Linked DNA regions of Mus musculus: region 2 is linked to region 1. Evidence: chromatin contacts called from public HiChIP or PLAC-seq data. All regions are on one chromosome and are shown on one strand. Each heading gives the region's core, a stretch centred on a gene start, on an enhancer-like site or on the middle of the called end of the contact. The rest is flanking DNA. Distances are from core to core; before and after follow the strand shown.

Region 1 (2,655 bases), core at 68-2,567:
CCCTTGCTCCGTCTGAGCCACACCACCAGCCGTGCAGCTGCAGACTGGAGGGGGACATTGGAGATCTGTATTTGAAAAGAAGTCTGTCTGATTTTGCCATTGTGCCTTTTCACTCATCGATCGAATGAATATCGAACCTTCTGTCGTTGCATGTGTGAAATAGATAGCTTAGCCAGCACTTTTGTGCCCAACCTGTGCTGTGGGCCAAAAGGTTTTCATTTTAGTCTCAAGTTGGTTTTTTTTTTTTTCTCCTTCTTTCTTTCTTCATACTTGATGAATTTTGTGTTGGCTTAAATTATTCGTATGCCTTTATCCAGCTGTTCTGGAGACTGCCTGGGATACTGTACAAGCAGGGATTTTTGTTTTGCTGTGAAAACGGAACTTTTTTTTCTCCTGTCCTCTGTTTTCCTTTGTAGCTGTCTTAAGGTCTTTTTTGTAGCTTTGTAGGTAGAAGTGTGCTAACTTTTACTACACCCTATAAAGCCGAGCATCTAAGTTATCCTTTTACGGGGACGACTTGATGGTGTCTGTTATTTAACAGGCTTAAATCCAGAAAGGTGAACTTGAGCCTCTCAAGGTGATTTCAGTGAATTTATAAGAGTAAGTAAACCGGATAAACACATTGATTTTTAAACTGAATGACAGTGTCTGCTAAACTCTATCTGAAAGGAATGTGTTTTCTTTGCTTTCTCTCCTTCTTTAAACATCAGCAAAAATATTAATTGGAAGTGTTGAAATATACTTAAAAGCACATAACTTATTTTGTGCTTAGGAAAGTACAAATGACAAATAAAATCATTATGATTTAATATATTGAAGTAAATATTACTGATAATATCTGTCTCCGGGCACGATTTAACTAAAAAAGTAACTAGAAGGTTTTTGCATTTCAATTTTTAAATATAACTAAAATTTCCTTGCTGCTCACCAGCAGCTGATGTTAATGAGACTTATGGCACCTGCTCATTCCCGAATGCCCAATTTCACCGTGTCCTTGTGAAACTGGGTAGCTTGAGGATGTCTTGGGTGCATCTCCCCAGCATGGTGATTTGAAAGCACTGTCTGTCTGTGACTGTCATCAGGAGTGGTTTGGTTGGATTTGAAGAAACGAGTACTTCATACTTAAAGGCATACATATTTTCTCTAATTGCCAAAGGCAAGGGGGAGGTCCAGGGCAGAATAAAAAAGGTTATTGTGACAGATGAAATATAATTCACAATGAGCATTCTTTTCATCTAGGCTGAAGTACCACAGGATTACTTACAAGTTGAATTTTGTGGCAGAACGTATAAACTCATATTAAAAGAAGCTAGAAAGAAAAGCAGCAAGCCTGTTACTCTCTGGCCCCGGAAGTGTTTATTTTGAATATGTCTGTCTTGGGATTGTGTTCTGTTTCTCCTAACATAAAGATACACTGGCGAGAAGAGGGACTAGGCAGCAAGGGTGGAAAGGAAGAAACCTAAAAGCAATCAAAGCTGCTTCTTCCCTCTACCAATGAAGAAAGAGGAGTTAGATGGATTTTTATTCTCTTTGGGATGCACATGCAACAATCATATTTTTCAGCACACGTTTATTTTTGGCTGCAAAAGTAGGTAACTATTATTTTATAAACTTACTATACCTTAGATAATATTTTTCCTTCCTTTAAAGTTCCTAGGGTCAAATGATTTACGAGGGTGTTTTTGTTTTTTTCTGTTCTGTTTTGTTTTGTTTGTTTAGATTCTGGTTAGCATTCTGTGAGGGTTGAACACAGGTACATGTTTGACCAGATATTTTGTTTCCTTTAGCTTCTTTGTTCTAGCTTAAATGAAAATAGTTTCATTTGACCTCTGTACATTTTATTTCTAGATGCAAAAAAAAAAAATGCTTTCCTTTCTATTTGTACAAAGGTCAGTTTTTAAATTAACTGAAAAGCAAACCATGTACTTTATAAATATTCAGGCACCATAAAAAAAAAACTCGGAATATAAACCCATCTGCAATTAATTTTTAAGCAGTGAGTCTGGGTTTATCTATTCCTGGAAATCACATGCTTTGTATTTTCCATTCTTTTTCTAAGTTAACCGAAGTAACTGCCCTGTGTTAAGGGAAAGCTACGAGGTTCTGCCTGCTAGTCATCTTCTGCTGGAAACCAGGCTGCCCTCTCTCTCTTAAGCTCTGATGGACTATCTCTTGTTTTACAGTTACCCATAGCATGCATGTGTGTATATGACTGTGTATGAGTGTGAGTTTGTGCATGCTTCTTAATTGAGGTCTTTTCAATTTACCAGATAAATTTCTTATTGTAAACCCTGCAGTGAATAATTCAAATGCAGTGAGTTTACTTACATGTTGTCTGAGTGAAGGGAGCAAAGGCATACATGCCCTCACATGTAGCTGTTCTATATTTCTTTCCTTACTGCACAATAGTGTTGTTATTTTGATAAATAAAACATGCAGCTCACATTGACTACAAAGGCTTTGTTCCTCTGTGCCGACGTTTTAGCAAAAAACTTTAGTATATTTTCATGCCATATCAATAAGCAATAAGTCTCTTTGGTCTTGATATTTGATACTTTACAGATGTTTACTATGGCTTCCAATATCTGATTTCCCTTTTGCCTTGTGATTTGTCACTTACGATTAAAACATATGATTACTGTGCTACTGCAGAAA
Region 2 (2,655 bases), core at 50-2,549, 220 kb before region 1:
CCACACACACAGAGGCATTCAATGAGTATAATAAAAATTGTTTTTTTAAGAATGTTGGATTAATCCTAAAAGTTGGTGCCACCTGGGAAGTTAAAATTAAAAATGCCACTGTGGTTTTTTTTTCTCCATATATCTGATTAAGTTATAAACAAGTCGTTGGTTCTGACAAGTTGTTTTTAAATTAAATGGATTGACTCAACTACATTGGAAAAAAATCTACAAGCAAACATCTACTCATAATATATTAGCTGCTTCAGCAAGGTATGTTTGCATGAATTATCTGCATTTTGCTTTTTGGCAAACCTAAATTTTAAGCCAACTGTGATGTGGCCCAGGCCTATTAGCCCAACTATTTTGTAGACTGAGCAGACATTTAAAAGGCCAACCTGAGCTACAAAGGGAATTCTGGGCCAACCTAAACAACTTAGCAAGACCCTGTGTGAAGAGAAATACAGAGAAAGAATTGAGAAAATAACATAATTTGCCAACCACACCCCTATAAACACTGTAAACTTTCCTGAGATGACAAAGAGTATTCACAAATTCAAAACTCTCATAGAAATACTTGATTATACTTTCTTAGAAATCACTTCTTTCCTTCCTTCTTTCTTCTTTTTTCTTCCTTCCTGTCTTTCTTCCTTTCTTTCTTCCTTCCTTCCTTTCTTTCTTTCTTCCTTTCTTTCTTTCTTTCTTTCTTTCTTTCTTTCTTTCTTTCTTTCTTTCCCTCTTTCTTTCTTTCTTTCCCTCTTTCTCTTTCTTTCTTTCTTTCTTTCTTTCTTTCTTTCTTTCTTTCTTTCTTGTCGATGTGCAATGAGCTCATAAGAAGTGAATATCTTAATTAGAAATTAGATTCAGATCCCATGCTACTGTAGAACTTGAGTTAAAGAGAAAGCATATTCCTATTCCCCCCCATGCCTGACAAAGACACATTTAAAGTACATATTAAACAAAGGAAACTGCTTTTCATCACTAAACGCTGTATGCAGTACCACAGAAAATGTAATGCTCCTTTTAAATGCTAGACCTTTAAAACATTCGGTGGGTGACAGCATTAGAAAAAAAAGATACAGTTTCTCCAGTAAAGAATTCAAGCTGAATATGCAGCATTTCTAAGGAGCATTGAATAAGTCTATTTGTCCAGCTTTACTTTGCAAAGGCTGCGGAGAAAACAGCACCATAAACAGTTTCAGTCCCCACACAAGGGCTAAACAAAGAGTCCTCTTTCTAGCCATCTAATCGGGTAATGTATTTTTTCAACCATCACATAAATCGAAACACAGCTGTAACCAATGACTTGCAGATCCAGTTCCCAGCCAGCTGGAATCATTTCTGCTGAAGCAGCAAGATTTTTACATTGTTCACGTCTGTACATCTGGAGAAATCATTGAGGTTCAAAGGTGACCAGAAAAGCTCTTTAAATAAATTCAGCCAACGGGGAGGATTTGCTGAAGGATCTACAAATTCTACATTCGCTTCTACAGAGTGTTTGGGTCATGAAATTAATGCTTATAAAGGCTATTGTCATCTTTGTCAATATAGACCTTAAGAGTCTCTAATTGGATTAAGCAGTTAAACATCCATTTCTTTCAAGCGACTTGCTTAGCTTTTCTCAAAACTTTTTACTTCCTGTGACATACTGCTATTTGAAGAGTTATATTAAAATACCAAGTTAAGTGCAGAAGCATCGCCAATAAATCCTGCAAAGAAACCAGACACAATACCAGAAACTGTCCTACTAATATCTCAAGGCTAATTGTGTTTAACTATCAGTCTCTGTTTAGGTAAAACAAATGAGAAATTCTATATGAAATAAAATAGGGATGGACTATCTCCATCAAACTAGGCAGGTAAATCCCTGCAGGAGCCAGAGTCCAGGAAGAAACAAATAGTGGATTACAAGTGTTCCACATGGGCTCTTGGAAGGAAGCAACTCTGGCACAAAGAGAAACTCAAAAACAAGAGCCATTGGTGTTTTATCTTAGAAGTGCATAACTGCACACAGCTAGCACTTGCTTCCTAAAACACACACACACAAAACAAACACACACACACACACACACACACACACACACACACACCAGTCAGTCCTTTGAAGAAAGAGCCTGCCACAAAGACTGGATAAATGTAAAAGCCAATTAAATCCCAGAAGAGAAAATATATCCATGTTAAAATTATGATCAGAAGATCAATTTCATGACCAATTTTCCTCACAGGAATGCACGCATCATGTGGGCCTGCAGACATATAGCTCAGTGATATGGTTTCTGGTTAGCAGTCATGGGGTCCTCAGTTATAGATCCAATATCCCAAAACACAACAACAAAAAACCAAGCATTTATGCAACTTGGAAAAATAAAAGTGTGTTCCTCACAGAATTCTCAAGCTTGTTTCTATTGTACTAAAAAATATACAAAGAAATCACAAATATATGTCACTTTCTCCTTTGGATAAAATATGTATCCAAGTTACTTTCATTGTTTAACTATCTTACTGAATAGTGTGTCCATTTTCATTTATTCTGATCAAGTTAGTAACTTTTTTCTTTACATTTTATTGGATATTTTCTTTATTTACATTTCAAATGTTATCCCCCTTCCCCCTGCTTCTATGAGAGTGTTTTCCCACTCCTGCCTCCCCACCCTGGCAATCCCCTAC

What was found. HiChIP or PLAC-seq counts read pairs in DNA pulled down with a chosen protein or histone mark.
Region 2: a contact with region 1 is called in an H3K4me3 HiChIP or PLAC-seq map of forebrain, with 2.6 times the contacts expected there. The contact joins the enhancer-like site here to the promoter of 9430053O09Rik in region 1. A contact is called at or near these places in 1 of 39 promoter capture datasets (hippocampal neurons), 9 of 484 Hi-C or Micro-C datasets (brain, cerebral cortex, cortical neurons and 3 more), 7 of 115 datasets of contacts at active chromatin or transcription factors (embryonic forebrain, embryonic hindbrain, embryonic midbrain and 4 more) and 1 of 9 other capture datasets (embryonic trunk).

What each region holds. Positions count from the first base shown.
Region 1 is chr16:77,419,044-77,421,698 of GRCm38.p6, reverse strand. It overlaps 9430053O09Rik (a long non-coding RNA gene), which reads left to right and starts at 1,317. Exons shown (of 4, transcript XR_003951960.1): 1 at 1,317-1,588. All of the region lies in intron 2 of Mir99ahg (Mir99a and Mirlet7c-1 host gene (non-protein coding)), which reads right to left.
Region 2 is chr16:77,635,320-77,637,974 of GRCm38.p6, reverse strand. No RefSeq gene overlaps it. Among named protein-coding and RNA genes, the nearest start is that of Mir125b-2, 9.6 kb to the left of the region's middle. Within about 2 kb of position 1,299, at least 45 of the 459 cell types and tissues checked have an H3K27ac peak or open chromatin away from gene starts, as enhancers often do. A contact at or near this core is called in cortical neurons, embryonic forebrain, forebrain and 2 more, where this site is marked.